3 separate regions of the Mus musculus genome follow, and regions 1 and 2 are each linked to region 3. Evidence: chromatin contacts called from public HiChIP or PLAC-seq and promoter capture Hi-C data. All regions are on one chromosome and are shown on one strand. Each heading gives the region's core, a stretch centred on a gene start, on an enhancer-like site or on the middle of the called end of the contact. The rest is flanking DNA. Distances are from core to core; before and after follow the strand shown.

Region 1 (4,256 bases), core at 685-3,184, 250 kb before region 3:
AATATTTAAGGGTGAGATCTATGGAATGAAGTAGAGTTAGGTTAATTAGGTCCTGGTCTCATGATGAAGTTAATGCCCTAAACTAGCACTCTCTTTGCCACATATGAAAATGGTAAAAAGGTGACTGAATGGTTTCTCCACTGACATAATAAATCAAACTGAGTCTAATTTGTAGTAAAAAGGCAGATTTATTGGGGCAGCTTTCAAGCAGGTTCACAGACTTCACAGGAAGTGAAGGGTCACTGAAGTCACAAGGCTGGGTTGGGTTAGGGCCTTATTAAAGGGTATTGTGATGTGGTGATGAGGTTTTGGGGTTATAGCCTAACTTGGTGAGTTTAGGGTTCTGTAGGTAGGTCTTAGGTCCAATGGTCACTTTAAAATCTGGAAGTAGTAACTGGCTTTGTCCAGTGTTCTGCATGGGCTTTTGCAATTGTGGGCTTCTAGCCAGTAGAGAAGGGTGGAGAACCTCTTGACCCAGATCATCTTGTCTTTGTCCCCAAACCTTCAGCCTAACAGTGACCATGTGCAAGAAAGAAAATTCAGTAGAAACAAAACTACTGACATCTTGATTGGGCTTCCAATTCCCCAGAACTATAAAAAAAATACATTCTATTTTTAAGTTGCCCAGTTTATGGCATTGGATGTGGACAGCTGTTCAGACTAATCCATAGCACAAAGCAAAATGTTACAGGTCTTCTATTGCTTTGCTAATGGCTCCATCGTTTCTGCTACACAATGGGGGCTAAAGTCATCATCTCCACGCTTTGTCCTCCTCTCCCCAACATGCTGACTGACCAGTGGACTGTCAATCCAAGTTTGCTAAGTAAATGCAGTTGCAGAATCTGTAACCATCTCAGTCATTCACTGATTCTAACGAATGTTTGTGTATGATGGTCTTGTTCTAGCACTTGACACAAAGTGAACCGAAGAAAAGATAACTTTTTCTCTTACCTGCCTGTTCTGTATCTTCAGGGGTGGGTTTCTATGCTTCAAGACTTTCTTAGAAAAGATGCTGACGATGTTAGTTAATAAAAACTTACTCTGAAAAAAAATATACATTCACCTGTACATTGTATGTGGACATGAACTAGAAAACAATGCATGCTGACACCATTAAATCAAATGTATAGCAACATGTTAATAAACTAACAGTAAAATTGGAAGGATAGTTTAATTTGAGTGGAAATCTTGATCTCTGCTTGTTAGTTTTATTTCAGCTTATCTTTTATTGAAAATACTTTTCTACCTAACCTATGTCCCTTCTTGCTTTGGTGCCATATCTCAGGGGATGTTTTACCAAAGGCAAGACTATGTAACCTTTACTCTATAGTAAATGTCATGTATATGAAATCAGAGGGAAAGAAAATACAGATTCCCACTGAAAATTGAAGAACTGCTATATGCATACAAGTTGTTTTTCAAGAACAAACACAACTAAAAGGTATTAGGAAAAGACATTGGTGAATTCTCAGCTATTTGTTAGGAATTTCTGTGAAGTGAAATAGTTTTGTTTGCTTTCTTTTTATTTCATTTTGTCTAGGCCCTGAAACATTAAGTTAGAATTTATGGTTATTGCAAAACACCACTTTGACCTTGCTATTTTCTACTTTGTCTCTAGGGTTTCAATAGTCAATGAGACAGAGGTGGTCAAGATTCAAGGAAAAAAGAAAATGAGTTGTTTCTGATTCTGATTGCTTGACTTCACCAGGCTGTGCTGAGTCTCCGTTGTCTTTTACTTGTTGCATGCAACAACAAAGGGTTAGCAGTAACCTGTATGTCTTATCAGTGGAAGACTCGTAAATATAACACCGAACATGAATATCAGAATAAGATGTAGCTATAAAAACAGCAGAGATCATATTGCACTGTCTCCACAAGAAACTGAAAGTAAGATGTTGCAGGGCAGCACGTGCTCTGACCATCTGTGTTGGTGCCTCAGACCTATGTACAAGCATCTCCTCTGCATGCAGTGTTCTTCCCTCAGAACTCACATGTTCACAGTCTCCTCAACACACCCTTTAACGTGTCTTCTCCATCCCTTCACTTCCCAATCTATTGCCTGGCTTCATACTTTCATTGATTATAATATGATAATCATTTGATATGATTATATCTAAATTATATCCTCATATAGTCACATAGATTAAGTTCTGTATCACGTATAAGAATGGGAACACCACAAGGGTAGGGCACACAACAGTGGCTAGAATACAGAAAATAAGGAAGGAGAATCAAAGTATGTTTCTGGGTTTCCAAACAAGGTTCTTTCACATTCAGAAATGATTGTATCATCACAGTATGCCTTGTCATCAGTAAAATGTCTGCAGAAACACTGGGCCTAATTAAGCAAGGAGGGATGTGGGTTGGGTAAGAATTATTTTCAGTAGAAGATAAGCTGGAGTAAAATTAACAGAGATCAAGATTCCCACTCTAGCTAAACTTTAAACACCTATAGAAAAGGTATTATTCCTAATTTATTAATAACACTAAAAACTAAAACTCTATATAAGCACCTTTGTGTTTTATCTAAAAAGAAATCTTAGTTGGTCAACCAGTGTAACTAGTTGGTAAGTTCCAAGTTTGGTAAGAGATTTTGTCTTAAATAATAAGGTAAAGAGCAATACAAGATATTCTGTCAATTTTTACCCTTCACACATACACACAACTGCACACATACCGGCATCTACACACACACACACACACACACACACACACACACACACACAAACAAACACACAAACTTTACAAGGTACTAACCTCTTTTCAAAGAAGAATAATGTAAATCAAGCAGGTATTGTGGATGGTTCTAGATTCAATCACAAGTTTTTTTCTATCTTTCTTTTAAAAAGATTTTTTGAAGTACTAAAATTTAGTGCCTTAGGTGTTTGGAGGTGGAGTTGTTAAAGATATAACTAGTTAAGATGACATGACACTGAAACTTGGGAAGTCCCTAGTAGATAATAATTTATATGATCTATGTCTCTATAAGAACCATGTGAATATGGAGGCAGATTTCTGAGTTACACTGCCTGAGGTCAGGGAAGCCTTGCCTTCCCAGAATGTGGAGTAGTTGAGGGATCATTCCTGGAGGCATTAGAAAGGATGGGCTTGCCAGCTCCTTGATTCATAACTTCTATCCTACAGACCTGGGAAGCAATAACAACCTAATACACAACCCAGGACTTTTACAACCTAGTTTCAGGGAAGTGAAAACAAACAGACATAGGCCATGATAGTATACTCTAACTGGGTTTACAGAAAATTGGGTAAATTTAAGTTGAACTTTGTTATGATGTTATTGATTAGAAATATTAGCAGCTCTAAATGTTTTGAATATCCCTTCAAGATGAGATAGAGAAACTCACCCGTAAACAGAATCATAAACAGGATCTGATATAGATCCTTTGTTTACATTTTTTCATGGAAAAAAATCTATCTTTGATGGGCTATCTTTTCCTGGAAACATCATTTCCTGGTTTATACATAATCAAAGATTTATTTGTTGCTTTTAGCTCATGATCATGCATGTTATTACAGTCAGTTATTGCATCTACCATAACGTAACAAGGGATCTAGGAACCATCCTAATTATGATGCTAATATTTCCTGAATCACAGAAAACTCATCGAGCTTGCTTGTTTGCGGTGTCCTCTGTTTTGTTTTGTTTTGTTTGTTTGTTTAAGAATCTTGGCATTGCTTTGATTTTTCTTTCCTGTTTTCTTTCCTATTTGTCTTTCTCACTCCACCCCCACCCCAAGCCCCTTTGCCCAAGAATTCTCCCACTGAGCTAAATCCTAACTCCTAATCCTCAAATTTTCCTCTTAATTAATTGGGGATTTGTAAACTAGGAGGTCATGGGAACAAATTTGAACTTGGTCAGATTATATGTGTTTTAACCTTATGGTTGCTTATAACACAAACAATTAGCCATTCTGATAAAGGTCTAGAAGAATAATGTGGACATCTTTAGGACTTTGGCTGAACTGTCTTCAGCTATTACTCTCTTGACTTTTGATAAGTTTTATGAGATCCATCATACTCTTTTTTTTATTAGATATTTTCTTTATTTACATTTCAAATGCTATCCCAAAAGTTCCCTGTACCCTCCCCCCGCCCTATCCCTCTACCCACCCACTCCCACTTCTTGGCCCTGGCGTTCCCCTGTACTGAGGCATATAAAGTTTGCAAGACCAAGGGGCCTCCCTTCCCAATGATGGCTGACTAGACCACCATCATACTCTTAAAAGACTTTAAAA
Region 2 (3,827 bases), core at 1,231-3,730, 230 kb before region 3:
CACAGTACATTCTTTCCCCACTTGCTAGTAAAAACATGTCATTGATACAGTCGGGGATTCTGTTCCTGAAGGGATATAGCCAATCATATTAGGTCATTGTACCATTGTGTGGATAACTGATTTAGATGCCTCTTTTTTTTTTCTAATTAGGCAGTAAAATTCATACTCAATTATCTAGAAAAATAAAGAATCCAATAAAAGCAATGCATGTAATGAAGATACTCGATCTCATTTTTAACTGGTTCTTTGAGAATTTCAGACAATGTGTTTTAATTACTTTAACATCTCTCTCACTTCCTTTCACATCTACTTCCTTTCTCCTCTGATCCAACTTTATATCTTTTTAGAATTTTATTTTTAACCCATCAAGTTCAAGGTGTACTGCCCATATATTCTTGCATGTGTGGCTTTCCATGGAAGGGTGGTTGGCCCACCAGGGATTATATTCTTAAAGAAAACTGACTTCTCTCCAGGTTGGGATTTTATCTAACTTGAGCTTCCAAAGGTCTTGTGCATGCTGTCACAACTGCTGAGTTCATACCTACAACTACCAAGCTGTGTCCAGAAAATAGTGCTTCCATTCACTACCTCTGGCTCTTACCTTTTTTTCATAGTCTCTTCAGCAATGATTCCCAAGTGTTAGGAGGACAAAACATGCTATCTACATTTCATTTAGGGCTGAGCATTCTGCAGTCTCTTAATCTCTGAATGGTGAACAGTCATGGTTCTCAGTTAATCACCATCTACTGAAAATAGAAATTTCTCTTATGAATGTTGAAGGGTGCATTAATCTGTGGGTATAGCAACAAGTCATTGGTTGTTTTTAATACTATGTCAATTTAGCTGTATAGTAGTAGTATGTTCTCTTCTGTGGCCTATAACCTATCTAACCACAGGTCCATGGTCCAATAATGATGGTCCACTTTGTGCATGTATGTGGTGTGTGTGTGTATGCTGTGAATTAGGCAATTTCTACAATAGGTATTCATATAGTGTAGGTCAACCCAAAAATGGTTACTTCCATGATGATGCTCATGCCATTATTGCACCAGTGGCTATTGTTGCCAGACAAGCCATTATTGCAGCTTGTAGGATTCACAGTTGGAATGCTACAAGAGTGATGATTATTTTTCTCCTCTAGTACCATGCAGAGTTCCTTCCAGCACTATGGAAGCTAGCCAGTAGAGATTAAGCTTCCAGATCAGGGCAAGCTTGATTTCTCCCTATTCTATGGTTCAAATATGTGGTATCTTCAGCAAGAGGGTATTATTATCAAGTTCTGGCAGGTAACCAAGAGCACTGACAATAGCCTGTAATATTTGGAGGGTAAGGGGACCTCACTGACAAAAGACTCCAGAGGAGATAACCCATACCTAGCACAAAGATTTTTATTCATTAGCCTGGGCTGTCTAGTGGGACATTGGTTGCCCAATTGTAGGGTAAATACATTTTAACTATTTGTGTTTGTGTGTGTGTGTGTGTGTGTTTAGAAACTTCTACAATAGTAGATTCCCATAGGACTTTAGTTTTATTTATCCATCACCATATTCCCTCCTCTACCTTCCCTGAATCAAGAACCTCAGCATAACATTTGATACCCGGAATCTGTTAGAGAAGAAAGTAGTGAGTACACACTTGGATTCATTGTCTCAGGAGGGCTTTCTGAATAGGACCCTGATAGCACAGGCATTAAGATCAACTAATAAGTGGAACTTCCAGAAACTAAAAAGCTTTTGTACAGCAAAGGACACCATTACTTGAGTGAAGATACAGCCTACAAAATGAAAAAAAAAAATTCTTTACCAGCTCTACATGTAACAGCGGGTTAGTATCTAAAATATACACAGAATTAAAAAAAAAACTAAACATCAAGAAAACAAACAACTCAATTTTTAAAAAATAGATATGGAAGTTAAGAGAGAAATCTCAAAAGATAAAACACAAATGTCCAAGAAGCATTTTTAAAAAATTGCTCAACATCCTGAGCCAATAGGGAAATTCAAATTGTAGCTACTATGATACTTCATCTTACTTGAGTCAGATGACTAAGTTGGGGGGTGGGGGGGGGGATGTGGCTGTGAACGTAAAGAGGAACAATTCTTCAGTGGTGGGAGAAGGACAAAGCAGTGCTGCCACTATGAACATCAATCAATGTGGAGCTTCCTCAAAAAGCTAAAATTAGACCTACCACAAAACTCGGCTATGCCACACTTGGTAATGAGTATTTCTTCACTAGAAATGTAGCCAAGAAATTATAGTGCTATTATTGTATGCTTTAATTATGCATAGACTTGTTTTTAAATGTTCTTGTCCAAGCTGTATAGATAATGGGAGTAACGCTTGTACAAACATGAGGAATGAGTCCAATCTTTAGAATTCATATTTTTAAAACAAAAATTCCAGACATGGGTCTGGAGAAACTGATGAGTGGTATGATAACTGGCTTCTCTTCTGGAGGATCCAAGCTTGATTTCCCACACTTATATGGTAACTCAAAATCATCTATAACTCTGGCTCCTGGAGATCTGGTGCATTATTTTGGCCTCCACAGGCATCAAACATGGTGCACAAATATACATTCAGGCAAAGCATCTGTATGCATAAGTAAAATAATAGTGTACACACCTGAAAACTCCTGGAAAGGTGGCAACAGACAGAAGCCTGGGGTCCACTGTCCAGCCTGGCTTACTTGGTGTGTTTCAGGCCAGGGAGAGAGCGCTCCAAAAAAAAAAAAAGATGGGGAGTTTTATATATATATATATAGCTCAGCAGGTAAAGGCTCCTGCCACCAAGCCTGATCTGAATTCAGTCTCTATCCATTGTAGATAAAGAGAACCAACTTCCACAGGATATGCTCAGACCTGCACACATGTACTGTGTAACGTGCATTCACACAATACGTACTCACAAAATAAATAAATAAATAAATTTTAAAAATGAAATTAAAAAAAAAAGAAACAAGTGGCAAGTGAGATGGCTCAGTAGGTAAGGTGATTGCGGCTAATCGTGACCACCGGAGTTCAATCCCCAGGACCCACATAACAGAAGGAAAGAACTGACTTCTGCAAGTTTTACAAAATGTACTTATTTTTGGTTGTGAGCCTAGCCTTTAACGGCTGAGCCATCTCTCCAGCCCAAAATGTACTTATTTTTATCACGTTTCCAAAACTTCGTGTTACTATAATGTATTTCATTCATTTTGGTTCTAACATAATAGAATTCCACAGCATTTCATGTGTAGTGAACAGCACCAACAAACTAAGAGATTCTGAAGATAATTTAAGTCTACTTAAAAATAATGGGAAACTTATTTTAAAACATAAAAGCACAGCGTATCAGTTGATATAACTCATAGTTCAAGAGAGATGTAAGTTGGTTCTGAGTTGTAGTTAATTTTGTGTGGGACTCCTATGAGGGAAGATGCACACCATCCTGTCTGTCCTGGGTGCATGTTTTTATAATGTCTTTTTCATTGTTACTGGGTTTTTGGTCTTTCTGTTTCTCACATCCCAGTCTAATGCCCCAATTGTACTTACAGGGGCATTTTAAATGAGTAGCTATTTTTAGTGGTTGGTTTGTCTGACTTATTCCTCCTTTCTGGGTCCCTTGTTGTTTCCCTGCCCCACGCAGCAAAGCTATAGCTAATTAATAATCCTCAGAAGCAAATCATGAAGCAAAAGAGAAAAGGCTTTCCTACTTATGAGAAGCAACTCAGCAGCTTCAAGAACCCACCTGTTTGTCTTCCCAGGACCTCAAGGAGTTTCTTCCCACCTATACAGGAAACCAAAGTCTCAGAGCTGTCTGCTGGCTCCCTTTCCTGCTAACTC
Region 3 (4,190 bases), core at 1,258-3,757:
CCTTGATATTCTGTTAGGAAACAAACTTTGCTTTGGTTTTGGCAACAAAAGGGGTAAGGGAAGAGGGGGGAGGGAGGATAGCCCACATCCGGCCAGAGTTCCTCCTATGCTCTTGGGCATCTATGCCACTGACCTCACTTGGTGGGGGATGGGGAGGTGGACAAGGGGCAATCCCTGACCGGGTTATGGAAGAGAGGGCAGAAGGGGTGAGGTTCCCATGCAGATGAGAGTAAGTGCAGGGGGGCCTTGATGAACAGAGACAGTCTATGGTTTTAGAGCTTTATTGTAGAAAGGCAGGGAGAAAGGAGAGAAGGTGGAATGAGAGAGAGACTGGCCATGGCCAAGCGGAGAGAAGGGGGAAAAGGAGAGAGAGAGAGAAGAAAGGCTAGAGAGTTAAATGGAGAGAGCGAGGAAGAGAGTGAGGAGAGGAGAGGAGAAAGTAAGAAGAGTGTAAGGGGAGTAAGAGAGTGAGGTGGGGCCAAGCAGCCCCTCTTATGGTATGCTGCTATCTTTACTGTTGCTAGGTAACTGGGGCAGAGTCTAGCCTGAAGGTCAGAAGCTTGGGATGTTGCCTACGTGACTACTAACCATGGTTCTCTTGTGGGGGCTGGTGGGGGCGGGGGGTCAGTAACTTCAACAGGAGCCAGGGTTCCAGGAGACATGAGAGAACTCCTTCTATCCCATGTAGGTGAATTATCACCACTGGGTCCCGGGGTTCAACATAAAGTGTCAACTGGAAACCAGGCTGTCTGTGCATAGCCAAATGTCCCACAAGTCAGTAACATCTTTGTCAAATGTCTTCTTCACCTGTCATTTTTGATATCAGAACTTCATGATGCAAGTTAGTCTAGTCAGAAGTTAAGCTTGATTCTTTCCTTACTAATCAGCATCAAGTCCTGACATTTATATAAAACGTATTGGGAACTTGATCCTTATCTCGACAATCAATGCCTGCCTAAATTAGCATAGGTTTATTTAGCTTATTTTCATAGCCACCAGTCTCTCTTTTCAGATTTTGTCCGATTGAGTGGCCATGGTGGCATTTCTTAAGTTAAGAGTCTGAGTCACTAACACTTCCAGAATTCCTCATAATCTATGCCTCAGCCCCTCAACTAGATCATGGCGAATGCTCCACACTGTCTTCCAACCTGCCAAGTGATCTGTCTCCTTCAGAACTTTAAAGCAGCTGTTCCTAGAAGTCTATTCTGGTAACTAATCATCGGAATTCCTTTGAATAAACAAATATGCAGCTTATATCTGAAATGCTACCTCATCTCAGAAGTTTCCTTTTCTCCCCTTTAAAGTTTAAAAGAAGGCAAAAAGCAACCCTTAATCTATTTAAAACAAGAAACCATAATACTTTTGACATAATGCATTTCCTTTACTGTAAGTAAGGAATACTTGCTAATTAAACACAAAACAAAAAACTCTTTCTGTGTAACTGGAGCACTGTGGCTCACACCTACAATCTCAGCACCACTGAGGCCAGGGTAGGGGTAACACGAGTTCTGGCAATCCTGGCTAGTAAGCAAGATACAAGCAAGCAACAGCAACAATCACCACAAAGCCAAAGCCAAAAAAGCCCATCTATGGAACCTGCATAATACAAGTAAAGCCAGCTTTAATACACAAGGAAGGTAGAGAAATTTGGGGAAACATTTTTAGTATGTTTGGGGTATTCTTCCCGAGGTACATTTCCCCACATTTTGTTTAGGCTAGTACGTGTTCCTTTATTATAAACAAATATAAACCAAGTAACTATTTAGTGTTCATTAAAAAAGAAGACATATTTATCTGTTTTCTTAGTTTTGCCGTTACGGCATTTGACATTTTGGTTGTAGTGATAGACTTGAAGCTGTCAAATCTATCAGCAGAAGTAGAGCTAAATCAAAGGTATTATTTTCCGGTATCTTATTGTAGTTTTGGCAAAGTCAAATCTGTCACTAAGATCCGCCCCTTTATCTGTTCGCTGAAATAACAACTGAACAAGTCTTTAGGTCAATTTTTCCGCCTCACTTATTTCACAACTTTAAAGTGAGGTGCAAGAACCTCTGGTTCGACTTTCAGCCTTCCTCCCGGGTTCCTCCTGGGACAGACCTCTGGACGAACCCCGACCCCAAGTCCCAGCTCGGCTTCCAGGAGTCTGCACAGATCAGGCCATTGAAAGTTCCAAGAAGCCGGGCTGGCTGTCGCCCACAGGCTGCTCTGGGCGACAAACGTGGTTTAGGAACGCGGAAAAGCGGAAGCCCTTGGACCTCCGCGCCCCGCCCTCGGCGCCACTACCACGCCCTGCGCGAGACTCAGACCAGACACATCGAGCGCAGAATGGCGATGCCTCTCTGCCAGGCGTCTCCATCAGAAGCCAGCAAAGCCCAGCAGCGGGCAGTAGCTGTCCTTCCCGAACGCCGGGCGGGCTGCGGTCACCCCCCAGCCAATCCCGAGCCGTCGCAGACAGGCAGCGAATCGGCGGCCGGCATTCCAGGCGCGATGAGTCGAACTCCGACGCGGGGATCGGGCGGCCCGCGGAGCCGGGGCTGTTTCTCAGCAATCCGTGCCAGGCGTGGCTCCAGGCCTTTCCACTCCGACTCTGCGCGTGCGCCCGCCCGGCAGCCGGCGGCCGCGGTGTCCGCTGCAGCCCGCCGCCAGGGAGTCGCGCCGATGCACGGGCAACAACGCGGGCCACGATGACAGATTACGGCGAGGAACAACGCAACGAGTTGGAGGCTCTGGAGTCCATCTACCCCGACTCCTTCACAGGTGACTTTGGCGGCCTCCTGCTCCGGGGCGGAGGCCGGGGCCCCGCGGCCCTTCCTGCCGCTCTCCAGACAGTTTCCAGCACTCGCCTGCTTCCTTCCCCACTGTCCTGAAATCCGAAGGTCCGGGTGGCTCTGCGGAGGCCCTGGAATTGGTCCTGACCGCTTTGGTTTCGCGTAACCTCCGTCATCCGAGATTCACTGAAGCACGCGGGGGGTGGGGGGAACTAGCAGTGCGATGAGTTTCTCCAGAGCCGCTTAATGTCCCCCCTTTACCTCCTATTTTAAGCTCTGGTGAAGTAGCAGCTGTTTTCCCTGCTGAGAAGATTGGGATGCTGGCTTTTGAGAGCAGCACACTCGGGGATGTCTTATTCTCTCTATAAGAGTGATCAGGCATTCTGCAGAATGCCTGATGAACGATGTGGTCGCTGTGGTTCTTAGGTATCTTAGACGTCGTCGAGGTTCTGGAGGCCCAGGGAAGGCAAGTGGCTTGTGCTCTCCCTCCTCCAGCCAGAGGTCCTTAGTTCTTACATCCTGAAGACTTCGGTTAAGGATTCAGCCTCAGCTTAGATGTAGGAAGAGCTGATTGGGTCTAAGGGAAAGCATCCGTCAGGAAATTCATTAGTAGAATCTTTCCTTGTGAGTCTGTTTCCATGGAAAACCTATCTATGGGTCTTCTCAAATTAGGGAAGCACTCAAGGTAAAGTCAGTATGAACGTAGGCTGGGGATTGATGGGATTTACATTCCACAACCCTTCCTCCAAGTGTTGTCAAGTATTACTTAGTGTCTGAATTAAGAACCCAAGGCATATTACTTTAAATCCTAAACCATCCCTTTCATTGCTTAGCTTAGTTTTCTTTCTTGGCTTCACTTTTTGACCAACTTTTTGCAATGGAAGCAAATTTTGTTCTGCTTTGCCAACAGGCAGATGTCTCTCAGCTACTCCTGTGTAGCTCCAGTCGAGTTCATGTTCTCTCGCACCAGCAATACAGCTGTGTTGCGGATGTTAAGGGATGAGTGAAGAGGGGGTTGAGAGTGTCATTACCTGGGTGAGTGTATGTGTGGAGTCTGGCTTCCTTCTCTATCCTTGCTTATATGTCAGTGTCAAACTAAAATAAAGCGCTAGTGTCAGTTGTCCGATATAGTCTGAATTACGATGTTTAGACCTTTCTAGCACGTTAGAAATATAATAGGCATGAACCCTTTGTAGGCAGAAACAAAAATGCATGAGGCATACAGTATTTTTAACTTGTCTTAAATATTAGGTTATCCTTCACTAAGTTCCGCGCATGTGTGTCTTACAATGGCACATTTTTTATGTCTTAAAGCAGTATTGTATTGAATTTTGCTAGGTCCCAGTAGTAGTAGTATATGGAATTCTTGTCAGATGTACAAGTGCATAAGGAGCCTGAGTGAGCCAGGGTAACAAATGACGA

The links. Promoter capture Hi-C pulls out the DNA fragments that hold promoters and counts their contacts. HiChIP or PLAC-seq counts read pairs in DNA pulled down with a chosen protein or histone mark.
Region 1: a contact with region 3 is called in an H3K4me3 HiChIP or PLAC-seq map of bone marrow-derived macrophages, with 7 times the contacts expected there. The contact joins the enhancer-like site here to the promoter of Rwdd1 in region 3. A contact is called at or near these places in 12 of 39 promoter capture datasets (the C10 cell line, the HPC-7 cell line, HPC-7-derived erythroid cells and 9 more), 2 of 15 datasets of contacts at CTCF or cohesin (CD8 T cells and the NIH/3T3 cell line), 4 of 484 Hi-C or Micro-C datasets (bone marrow-derived macrophages, cortical neurons, embryonic fibroblasts and 1 more), 16 of 115 datasets of contacts at active chromatin or transcription factors (the NIH/3T3 cell line, acute myeloid leukemia, bone marrow-derived macrophages and 10 more) and 2 of 9 other capture datasets (adipose tissue and liver).
Region 2: a promoter capture Hi-C map of the HPC-7 cell line shows a contact between it and region 3. The contact joins the enhancer-like site here to the promoter of Rwdd1 in region 3. A contact is called at or near these places in 14 of 39 promoter capture datasets (3T3-L1-derived adipocytes, the C10 cell line, the HPC-7 cell line and 10 more), 1 of 15 datasets of contacts at CTCF or cohesin (CD8 T cells), 5 of 484 Hi-C or Micro-C datasets (bone marrow-derived macrophages and embryonic stem cells), 7 of 115 datasets of contacts at active chromatin or transcription factors (bone marrow-derived macrophages, embryonic forebrain, embryonic stem cells and 2 more) and 3 of 9 other capture datasets (adipose tissue, embryonic stem cells and liver).

The regions. Positions count from the first base shown.
Region 1 is chr10:34,265,544-34,269,799 of GRCm38.p6, reverse strand. All of the region lies in intron 1 of Gm26564 (a long non-coding RNA gene), which reads left to right. Among named protein-coding and RNA genes, the nearest start is that of Tspyl1, 15 kb to the left of the region's middle. Within about 2 kb of position 1,934, at least 10 of the 459 cell types and tissues checked have an H3K27ac peak or open chromatin away from gene starts, as enhancers often do. A contact at or near this core is called in adipose tissue and bone marrow-derived macrophages, where this site is marked.
Region 2 is chr10:34,248,059-34,251,885 of GRCm38.p6, reverse strand. All of the region lies in intron 1 of Gm26564 (a long non-coding RNA gene), which reads left to right. Among named protein-coding and RNA genes, the nearest start is that of Tspyl1, 32 kb to the left of the region's middle. Within about 2 kb of position 2,480, at least 35 of the 459 cell types and tissues checked have an H3K27ac peak or open chromatin away from gene starts, as enhancers often do. A contact at or near this core is called in the HPC-7 cell line and bone marrow-derived macrophages, where this site is marked.
Region 3 is chr10:34,017,933-34,022,122 of GRCm38.p6, reverse strand. Rwdd1 (RWD domain containing 1) reads left to right here and starts at 2,507. Exons shown (of 7, transcript NM_025614.3): 1 at 2,507-2,757. The coding sequence starts at 2,685.